Linked DNA regions of Mus musculus: region 2 is linked to region 1. The links are chromatin contacts, called in public HiChIP or PLAC-seq maps. All regions are on one chromosome and are shown on one strand. The core of a region is the stretch at or near the end of the contact, and the rest is flanking DNA. Distances in the headings are between cores, read along the strand shown.

Region 1 (5,977 bases), core at 387-2,886:
AGGGGGCTAGGCACCGCCGCTCCGTCTGGGAAATGTAGGCCAGCGGGGGTAGGACGGCTGCCCCCTCCGGGAGCCTGGGCTGGACACCGGCAGAAGGGGAGGACGGGCGCCAAGGCCCTTGCTCCCGCTACCTGTGTGGCCCTCGACCCCCGACCGAGGGCTGGAGGGTCCTTTCCGCAGCTTTTTAGGAAAGCTCTCAAAGGAGCCGGGAGTGGCCCTGCCTTGGCCTGGTGGTGCTATGCTCGCACCCAGTGGGGGTCGCGCCATTTGTTCTTTAATTCCAGGCAGAAGAGCGAGCGGGGAAGGAGGGGTGCGGGGCAGGTAAACGCATGGCGACCGTTCCGGACACGCGGCTGTGGTGGAACAAGGTCCAGCCCAGACTAAGGCCGCCGTGGGACAGGAAGGCTGGCTCGGTCATCCTTAAACAACAGAACTGGGAGGGGGCGCCCGACCGCGCGTGGGACCTAGCCACCAGCCTTTGGAGAACAGAGCGACTGTCTTGGCTACCAACATTCAGCCGCCCAGGATTCCGGGCGGGAGTTCGGAAGTCGCGACACAAGGGAGACCTAACCCTTCTCACACCCGGGAGACCTACGTTTACTGCCCCCCACCCCCACCGTCGTAAGGGCGGTTGCTTTTGCACGGGTTGAAAACTTAAGGACCAGTCCCGGTTAGCTAGCAAAGTCCCGAAGTTACTTTTTCAGGACAGAACGAGAGAAAGTGTGACGGACCTGCCTTTTCTACATCCTTGGGATCTTTGGGGGGTGGGGAGAAGGGGCCACGACACTTCTCCCCTTCCAGGGTCCCTCGCTCTCCCACCTCTAGTAGCCCCAGCCCTCCCCTACCAGATGGTCTGTCCTCCCTGAGTTTTTACCCGGGAGGTCCTCCGAGTCAGAGGCAGAATTTCGTCTCCCACTAAGCTTGCCTTACCCCAAAGACCATTTGTGAGAGCGAGTCCCTTTCAAATATCTCCCTGTAGAAAAACTGAAAGTAGAAAGAAAGGAAGCAATCTCCGAGCAGATGTCTGACCACCCCTACTCGCATACACGCAGCATCGGGTTACAAGGTCCTAGGAACCCCAACCCCGTTCTGCGACCCCACACGGGTGAACCCCCGGTGCTTTCATGCCAGCTTCCGAACTCCCCCAGGTCGCCCCGTACCCAGCACGACCAGGCCCCCGGAGTCAGGGAGGGCAGCGGAGAATAACGAAATAGGTATAAATATTAAGCCGTGACATTGACACGCCCGGCGCCTCCCCTCCCCCGCGCTCTGGACACACTCTGGGCTGCTCGGCACGCCCCCTCTCGTCCCGCTGCGTCCCGCGCAGCGCTCATCCCCAGGGGACCCAGCAACCTCTTCCTAGCGAAGACCGGTTTCTATCCGAGAAACCCGGCCGGATTAGGCAGCCAGGGCGAGTAGAGGGGGGGAGGAGGGGAGCTGGTGAAACCGGGTGGAAGTCTCCCGGGCAGTCACACTTTCTCCTTGTCCTCCGGTCTCCTCCTCCTAGGTGCAGAGATTGTGGGCAGACAGCGTAATCTCTGCTGAGGGGGAAGAGCGGAGTTTCGCGGCGGCTGCGCCCGGCTTGCGCCCGCGGGCGAAGAGGTCGGTCCGTCTAGCCCGGGTGTCCCCGAGGCGTGTAAGGCAGCGAGTGCGCACCCCGGTTCCACTGTGCCGCGTCGGCAGCCTGAAGCCAGCATGGAGAAGGACAGCCTGAGTCGCGCCGATCAGCAGTATGAGTGCGTGGCGGAGATCGGCGAAGGCGCCTACGGGAAGGTGTTCAAGGCCCACGACCTGAAGAACGGCGGCCGCTTCTTGGCTCTGAAGCGCGAGCACTCGCAGACCAGTGAGGAGGGCATGCCGCTCTCCACCATCCACGAGGTGGCGGTGCTGAGGCACCTGGAGACCTTCGAGCAACCCAACGTGGTCAGGTGAGCCAAGATCCCTGGCTATGGGGTCCGGGAAGGTGCTGGGCAAGGGGCGGCTGGTGGCCCAACTAAAGTTAAGAGTTGAGTTTCCCCAGATAAAACCGGTGACCCTGCTAGACAGGGCAGAAAAAGAGACCTGCGGTGGCTTCCCAGCAGCCAAGCTATTCTGAAGAGCTTTCGCTTTGCGTGCCCCAAAGGGAGGTCCAGGGGCGTTGGGTGTCTTTTAGGGACAAAACCAGACAACCCCAGAAACGTCCCTCCAGCCCTTACTTAACTTTTCCCGTCCGTGGGGGGATTTTTGAGAGACAGAGTGAGATAGTTATCCAGCTTGCAGATAATTAGAAGGAAACTTTAAGGGTGGAGCATAATGTAAATAAAGTTTAAGAAAATGCAGAAATGTTCAAGAATGTGTTTGCCAATCACACCCACAGTGGTGACATTTTTCTTTTTTTATAGTTGTAGAATGACTTCTGATAGTCTTAGAAGTTCAGAAGTTCAGACTCTGACGCCTAGTGTTAAACATTGTTTGAAAAATGTCTTTCAAGGCTGGGTACTGGGAACACTGAACCAGGAAGATCCAGAGTTCAAGACCCTCCTGAGCTACAAAAGACCCTGTCTGAGAAAAGAAAGGGAGGGAGAGTGGGTGGTAGGGTGGAGGGCGATTGCTTCTCAAAAGGTTTTCTGATTGTATCATTTAGTATCTGTGGACTGGTATGATCTGACTTAGAATGCCTCTCTCAAAGGTTAGATGTGAGTCTGTGCTTCAGATTCTAAAGCCTCTGTTTTCCCTGGAAGAGTTGTGCAGGTGGGGGGGGTGGGGGGGGGAGGTATTCCTAACCCACTCTCCTGTGACTGAAGATAATGGTGTTTTCTTGAAGATGCTGGGATTTCCCCATAGTGCCTTTTATCATTCTCTTTTTTAAACAGATGCATAGCTGGAAGTTAAAAGGGAATGCACAGACTTTTCTACAAATTAGATGATGAGAACATTCTCAGTTCTTCTTTTTAGTGGGATGATCTTGGCGTCTTCATCCTGTCTTCTCATTCCTATAGGGATTCCTTACAACAAATATGTGCCTACTGTATGCCCTGGAGATAGAATTATGTAAATAAGCACAGCTAAATATTTTTGTAGAAAGTCAAACAATGTAACATTAGTCATCAAAAAGGAGAGACCCGAGACTGACCTTTGGACTCAGAGTCTACAGAATCTTCCTGGGGGGTGGTGGTTGTTAAAGGGCTTTTAACTCCTCTACTAGTCTGGGTGTTCGTTTTGTTTTTTGTTTTTTCTGTTTGTTTGTTGTTTGTTTGTCTTTTGGGGTTTTGTTTTTGTTTTTTGTTTGTTTGTTTGTTTGTTGCTAGCACTTTGTTCCCAATATAGTCAGACCTTTTTTTTTTTTTTTTTTTTTTTTTAGTTTTTCGAGACACGGTTTCTCTGTATAGTCCTGGCTGTCCTGGAACTCACTTTGTAGACCAAGCTGGCCTAGAACTCAGAAATCCTCCTGCCTCTGCCTACTGAGGCTGGGATTGAAGGCGTGCGCCACCACACCCGGCTCCAATTTAGTCAGACTTATAAGTACATTTTTACTTTTTTTACTACATTTTAATTTTAATTACTACATAAATAAGAAAAAAGCCAATGTAAATAAAGGCTGCCATTGTGCCTATGCATTAGTTGGGTGGCAGGGGTACATGGGGTGCAACAGCGAAAGACAATGAGATGAGGGAGAATGAGTCGTCTAGAAAGTCAGGTTTTACTAAAAGTGGATTACCATCTGTGTGTCTGTCTGTCTGTCTGTGTCTTGCACTTCAGAGAGGTCTGTGATCCTGAAAGGTGCCTGCTGGCTCCAAGTCACTACCCTAGAGGATCACTACAGCTGTAGCAAAGGATGAATTTGAAAGATCCTGACAGAATGTAAAAGGACAAAGAAGCCCTGAAATTGGCAAGACAGATGTCAGTGTTAGCAGAACTAGCTTCACTGATTTAGAAAAATAGAGGTGCACAATGCTCTGGCCACTCCTTGAACCTGTGTGTCTGCCAATGTTTTGACCGTTCCTTGACCCATGTTTGTGCCCACTGATGAAGCCCATTGCCAGGTGTTTGTGATATTGGTTGCTGAAAAAGAGTCAGAAAATCTCCCCAGCAACCACAGCCCAGCCAATCCTGAGTTGCTACACCTGCACCAGACTCTTTCCTTGTACCCCTCCCATACCCATTTCTTGAGACTAGACATTGTTTAGATCTGGAAATCCCTTCTCTCCCCCTTCTCCTTTCCCCCCTGAGGGCCTATAAAAACTGGGACCTCTTTCCCGTCGAGGTCGACTCCTCTACCCCTGCATGGGATATGAGTCATCCCCAGAGCTCTGGCTTTCCCCAAATAAAGCTTCATGTGGTTTGCAACAAGCTCGGTCTATCGTGAGTTCTTGGGTATCCGCTATTGTCCTGAGGCCTGAGCGAGGGGCTCCTTTCGCAGTCTTTCAAATTTCAACATTAGAATTTAATATCAAATTTCATTTGTCTGTTACCTGTAGGGTGTTCAGATAAAAGGTAATAATCATATATGTAAATAAAAAGTAGCATTCTTCCAAACAAACACCCTTGTATAACCTATTCATTGAGTGCAGTTCAATACAAGTTCCTGTAACAGAAGAGTTTTGGCTAGCTAGCTCACCCTGTTCTCCTGTTTTATCATCTCGTGCAGATGTGTCTCTAGATGGCTTTTAGTTGATCCCACAGTGAGATTTTGAATTGTAAATTCAGGAGCATCTGCTTATATGCAAAAAGAAGATATGCTTTCTAAATTTATTTTACCTCTTTTGACATCTGCCTACTTAGAGTTGTGAGGATAAAGCAAGAGCATAGGTGAAAATCCTCTAAATTTAAAGCCACCTCAGGCACTGGATATGTCAGAGATTATCAGATCCTTGGCCTAGAACAGGTCCCCGGGAAGACATAATTCTCTGACATTTTTACAGAACAAATCAAGATTCCTGTTTAGACACAGCAAGACTTATGTAAGTCCAGCTTGGTGAGTTTTATTGTTTTTTTTTTAATATGAATATGGGAGAGGGCTTATGTACAGAGGCAGAAGTCCTGTGTCATCGAAGCCCACCTCAGCATAGGTGACAGCTCATGAGGCTGAGACCCTAGAACATACTGCACACTTGCAGTCAGCTCACAAGATTGGAGATTGAGCCTTCCAGGAACCTCCTTTGGTTTCAGTCTCTTCCAGGCAGCTAGACTGGTTTCTGCGTTTCGTCTGCTCTGAGTCATTTGCAGATGTGACTCTGCTCTTCTGAGAGGGACACTCATCTCTTATTTGCTTATATGGCAAGGAGGAGCCTAGTGAATCTGCTTAGTTTCAGGGACTTCCTGAAACCCAAGGAGCTTCCTGTCAGATGGGATGTTTTAATCTTGGAGGAGACTGTTACACAACAAGAACCAAGAAGCTACTTGGGCACCCATATCCTGAATTTGTCAGCAAAGAAAATTGATTAACTATGCCATGGGATTAGTGAAATGACCCTGTGTTTAACTAATAACATCATCCTCACAAGCCGCCACCTGTCACTTTTGGTTTTCTTCCTAGTTTTCTCCACTACCCATCTGCCACTCCTGCCCCCATCGACATATGTGGCTAAACTAGAAATTCTTACTTTAGAGGTTTGTGGTTTTAGGGATAGTCTTAGTAAATCAAAGATAAGCAACAGTTCTTTTCCTTCCAAGGGAGAATGTCAAAATTGAGCCCCTGAAACTGTAATTTGTTGTCTTTCCTGGGGTAAGTTTTATATTCATAAGCCTGGATTTTTTTTAAAGATTTATTTATTTATTATATGTAAGTACATTGTAGCTGTCTTCAGACACTCCAGAAGAGGGAGTCAGATCTCATTATGGATGGTTGTGAGCCATCATGTGGTTGCTGGGATTTGAACTCTGGACCTTCGGAAGAGCAGTCGGGTGCTCTTACCCACTGAGCCATCTCACCAGCAGCCTGGATTTTTAAAGATTGCTTAAAAGGGCAGATGCTTTTTTAAGTGCCTTCGAGCCATAA
Region 2 (5,684 bases), core at 2,751-5,250, 560 kb after region 1:
CCATACATTATCTTTACCATACATTATACTACAGATGTATGTATGTGTGTATATATCACAATATGAATGTATATATCACAATGCTACAGATGGCAAAAATTACAAGCTTTTCTAAGTTAAAGAGAAAGCAGAAGTGTGTATATTTCAGCAAAGACAATAAAGGAAAGATGGCTACCAGAAAGGCTTCACCAAAGAACAGTAAAACTGACTGTCAGGATAGCCTGTAAAAAGCACCTGCCACCCTGTTTGATCTCTAGGGTCCACATGGTGAAAGAAACACACACATGCCTATACCAGCTTCCCGATCCCCCAAAACCAGCCAAACAAATAAAAATGAAATAGGAATGTTTCTTCCACAGAATATACTTTGATCATACTTTTCCCTTTCCCAGTTCCTTCTGGATCTTTCCCACCTCCTCACCCACCCAACTCATGATCTACCCCCACATCAAAACAAACAGGAAAAACAACAAAACACAGAAAATCCAAAGAAATGAAAAAAAAAAAAGACATTAAGACAAAAAAATACTAAAACAAACTTAATGTGCAGGATTCATATTTCAAAATAACCAACCAATCAGACAAAAACATGGTGTCTGTTTTGTGTGGGCCAACTACCCAAGGTGTGGTGGTCTGAATAAGAATAGCCCCTATATGAAGTGGAAATGCTGGTTTCTTCGAAGACTCATCGTGTCATGTGATATTTTTTCTGGAAACTGTCTTATGAGAGGATGTTTTTGCTGAAGCAGACAGGAGAAGATGTTTTGCTGAGAACAGACACATGGTGTTTTTCTGGAAGCTGCCTGGAAAAAGAACATGTGATGTCTTGCTGGAGCAAATGCTTGAGAGGACACGTGATGCTTGGAAAGTGTATATTTATAATGCAACAGACAGTGGATGACACTCCACCATGGTTTTGTTTTGCTTTCTTCACTGGTTACTGCTTGTCATGACTTTGTAGAGAGAAATTCACCAAAGAACTTCTCATGATATTTCCATGGCTTCTTGCAGCTTCCTTGGACTTGGGCTGACTGGCGACTGGCAAAGCCTCATGGTTTCCTCTGGATCAAACAGCCCTTGTTAATTCGTGAACGGTGTTTGCCAGTGGATCCAGCTACCACTGCTGATTCATGAGAACTGAGCTACAGATATCCTGACATTGAAGATTGGAATCACCCCTTCTAAACAGGTCTACATCTGCCTTTGCCCTATTAACCTTTTCATTACTTCTGGTGGGTGGTAGGTTAGAATGGAGGTTGAAGCATTTAAGAACCCTTATTAAAGTAAGTTTTGAAAATAAGACAACACCTATAGGCTTATATATTTGAATGCAAACTCTTGAAAAGGATTAGAAGGATTAAGAGGTGTGGCCTTGTTGAAGGAGTATGTCACTGGGGATGAATTTTGGGGTTTCAAAAGCCCATGCCAGGCCCTGTCAGACTGTCTTCTGCCTGCAGATGGGGATAAAGCGCTCTGGCTACTTCTCTAGCACCATGTCTGCTTACATGCGTCCCATGATGATGATAATAATGGACTACCCTCTGAAACTGTAAGCCAGGCTCAGTTAAACCTTTTCTTTAAGTTTTGCCTCGATTATGGTGTCTCTTCACAAAAATGGATCAGTGACCAAGACACCTGGGCATGGGCCTTGCTCTGGAGTGTGGTTGATATACCAATACTCCACTGGAACAAAACAAAACAACAATTTTCCTTTTCCCAGGAGGTATCAATTGCAAACAGCTTCTTGGTTCTGAGTGGGATGGTGTGTCAACTCTCCCATTCTCAGTGCTAGGATCTTGTCTGGTTTGAACCTGTTGCAGGTCTTGTGCATTCCTTCAATCTCTGTAAGTTTAGATGTGCATCAGTGCTCTTATGTCTGGAGGATACTGTTTCCTTGGAGTCATCTACCAACTCTGGGCCCTAGAATCTTTCCTCTTCTGCACAGAATCAAAAAGGCTTAAATTCACTGCATGATGTGACCAACGCCTCCCAAGAGAATCTAAGGTTCCTGAGAGCAAGCGCTCCATCTGCTTTTGTTCACCTGAATCCCCATCATCCTCAACAGTGTCTGATGCTAGGGCAGGTGCAACTGTATTACACTGAGCACACGTGGAATGAAGCACTGCTTCTGTTCATCTTCAGGAAGTCCTCCTTTTCTGCTCCTTCACTAGCCCATCCTAATTCTTGTAATTCTCAGTCTCAAAGATGCCTTCTTTCTGCACTCTGACTTCTTAAACACACGGTCTGATTGGAAGAGAGGAAGTTTCAGAAGGCAAGAATTCTGGTAAATATTGCCTTAAACTTCAAACTCATAAAAATCAGTACTAACTGAAAGAATCTAGCTCTTTATAGAGTTACTTAATACAATGGGTTTGCCCATGCCTTGATAATGAAAGTAAGGTGTTTGCTTTTTCCTCAAAACCATTTGTCATGATTAGATTATAAGCTATATAAAAGATTAATTTAACATCCTATCAAATGACCTGGGCGTCGAGGTTCACACTGCAATCCGAGAACAGGGGGAGGCTAAGGAAGAAAGACCAGTTTTTAGGCAGAACGGTTTGGAGCCTGCTTGGTGACAATTCCTCTTCTCACCAATAGTCCTATGGATGTAAGACCACCTACAGTCCACCAGTTTCCATGGAGAACAGCTCTGGTACAGAAGTACAATATGAGTTTGTGGCCAGCGTCTCTACACAGGTAGTGAGTTCTGGGGTAACCAAGTTACACAGTGAGAACTTGTCTCAGAAACAAAACCAAAAAAACCCTGAAATCATGTCAAGTGGACCATGGGGATGTCTGAAAAGATGGAGCAGACACAGCACTGTTACTTTAACAGATTTAAAACTGACAGACAAGATTTCTGCCGAGTTTTCTGCCGAGGCCCATGATAAGTACTGATGTTCACACAGTGCCTTATATGAGGCAGACACTATCATAAACTCACTATGTAGACGTAGATTTGAACAAAGTTACATACTTTGTAACTCAATGTCTAACGTTATAATGGGAAACCATTGCATTCAGTACTTTGAGACCATTTCTCATATTTCGAAGGGCAAAAGAATGACAGAGTAGTCCAGACAAATGCCATTTCAATTTCCTATTTAATAAAAATATTATGACTCCCACAGCCTCTCTTCCAGACACAGATTTCTGAAATCAACCTAGTGTTTGCCTTTCCCAGACACATAGAAATGAAGATACAACACAGAATGTGAAAATGTGCTAATAACTGAAAAGCCAGAAAGAGTCTTTCTCTGATCTCTTCATTCCAGGAGCCTGTCCTGTTCTGGTCTGCAAAGGACATTTCATTTGAACAGCCGCTTTTAGGCTGAAAGGGTTGGTATCTGTTCAGGTGACAATTCCTCTTCTCATCACAGGGTCCACGACAGTCTTGATCTGAGCGCCTGCATCCACAACTAGTTTCTGGTAGAGAACAGCTCTGGTGCAGATGTACGGTTCCCCAGGGACGGGGTTAAAGGAGATTGTCAACAAGTCCAACGAGTCCACCCCTTCTACGCAGGGCCGAGCAGTCGCTGTGCAGCCCTCGGTGCAGCCCGCCGGGCAGCGCACTCTCCTCCCGCGGCATTTCTGCCCGGCCTTCCCCAACCTCCCCTACTGCACTGCCAGTCCTTGGTCACCCACCGTCCAGTCCATCCCGTCCTGAGTCTCCAGACTCGGTCCCCGGCTCTCACCCACCTCCCGCCACCCTCACCTCTCGTTCGCCGCCGGCCCGGGTGTGTCGGCCGGAAGCCCCGCGGCAGGTTCCTCGCTGAGCATTGAGACCCTGCGGCTTCTCCTCCGAGGTCGGGGCTGCTTCTGAGCCGCCGGCTCTGGCTCCATGTCCGGAGAAGGGGGGTTGGTGGGGCGGTGGCCCAGTGCCCAGGAGACCGATCGTGGCGGGCACAATGCCCGCCAGCTTCTGCGAGGCAGCAAGTCGCCTTCTAGCAGAGAGCGGCTACCGCCGTCATCCGGGGATTTGAAAATGGCGGCTGCCCAGAGATCGGCCAATCAGAGAGTGGGAAGCGGTTGCTAGGCTACGTGGAGTCCCGCCCTAATCAGAAGACTTCATACCAAACTTTTAGGAGCTCCAGTGACAAAGGGAAAGTGGTAAGGTGAAAGTTAGGAATTTGGGGATTTATTTTAACTACACACCTTACTCCTGAAAGGCAGTCTCTATTCACTAGAACTTTCACTTGCAGGGCAGGAAAATGGATCGGAAGCTGTTTATCATTTGTTGTTGTTTAGCGTTAGACAGGATGAAGGTATTGACCCCAAAGCAAGAGGCAGTTGGACGTATAAACACTAAGTTATACATGTGGAATATATTCCCAATTGCCAAAGACAATACTTTGTTCTCCAGGATGTCTCTAGAGAACCAGTGAAATCTAGTTATGTACTCCTGTCTTTCAGTAAGTAGGACACAGTCGCTTTACCGAATGGAAAGGGCTGCTTTCTCTGCTTGCAAGACTGCAAAACGTGCAGCATGAAACAAGGGACCCTGCTCAGGTTATTATGTGAAGATTGGTAAATAAAAACGTTCTCTGATTTTAAATATCGCTAATGGTCTTAAATGTAGTCTCTCTTGTATACAGGGAGATATTAATGATGTTGTGTATAATAGAAAAATTAAAGGCAATCTAAATGAATGACTGGGAGATGTCTAAATATAACTGATTAACTGTGAAGACTGCATTCAGCCGATAAAGAAATGGTCTTCTTCAGGGAATACCATTGGTTAGCCAATACTAACAGCTAGCCCTGAAAACATACAAATAACATCATACAGACTGAGCTGGCTGTATTTGTGTATTTAGGAACATATATGTATAACATATTGTTACATATTGACTATGTAACAATAATTAATAAAAAGAGTCCATGAATGTGAAAGATAGCAAGAAGGGGTATAGGAGAGAGTTGGGAAGGAGAAAAGAGAAGGGAGAAAATGGTGTGATTATATTATAATCTTGAAAATAAAAGAAAATTAAAAATAAGAGGTATATAGTAAAACAAAACATTGTGATTTTAACTGAAAGCATAAAATATGAAATATAGAACAATGATGGCTAGTTTTATGTCAATTTAGAAAAATTCTGTTTTAGGGTTTTACTGCTGTGAACAGACACCATGAAAGAGACAGCCCTTATAAGGACAATATTTAATTGGGGCTGGAATACAGATTCAGTCCATTATCATCAAGGCAGGAACATGGCAGCATCCAGGCAGGCATGGTACAGGAAGAGCTGAGAGTTCTATATCTTCATCTGAAGGCTGCTAGCAGAATACTGGCTTCCAGGCAGATAGAACAAGGGTATTCAAGCTCACACCCACAGTGACACACTTACTCCAACAAGGCCATGCCTCCAAACAGTGCCACTCCCTGGGCCAAGCATATTCAAACCATGACAAACCCTCTCTAATATTAGGCGGTAGGTAAGTCTATAGAACATTTTCTTAATTAGTAGTTGATGGGAAATAGGCCAGCCCATCATGGCTATACCATTCTTGGGCTGGTAGTCCTGGGTTCTGTAAGAAAGTAGGGAGAGGAAGACATGACGAACAAGCTAGTAAGCACTCTTCCACGGCCTCTGCGTCAGCTCTTGCCTCCAGGTTCCTGCACTGCTTGGGTTCCTGTCCTGACTTCCCTTGATGATGAACTGTGATATAGAAGTGTAAGC

What was found. HiChIP or PLAC-seq counts read pairs in DNA pulled down with a chosen protein or histone mark.
Region 2: a contact with region 1 is called in a FOXA1 HiChIP or PLAC-seq map of pancreatic cancer cells. The contact joins the promoter of Net1 here to the enhancer-like site in region 1. A contact is called at or near these places in 3 of 39 promoter capture datasets (cranial neural crest, liver and pre-B cells) and 2 of 115 datasets of contacts at active chromatin or transcription factors (pancreatic cancer cells and pro-B cells).

What each region holds. Positions count from the first base shown.
Region 1 is chr13:3,359,460-3,365,436 of GRCm38.p6, forward strand. It overlaps the pseudogene Gm16505. Among named protein-coding and RNA genes, the nearest start is that of Gm40653, 86 kb to the left of the region's middle. Within about 2 kb of position 1,637, at least 47 of the 459 cell types and tissues checked have an H3K27ac peak or open chromatin away from gene starts, as enhancers often do. A contact at or near this core is called in pancreatic cancer cells, where this site is marked.
Region 2 is chr13:3,914,220-3,919,903 of GRCm38.p6, forward strand. Net1 (neuroepithelial cell transforming gene 1) reads right to left here and starts at 4,001. Exons shown (of 12, transcript NM_019671.3): 1 at 3,719-4,001. The coding sequence starts at 3,846.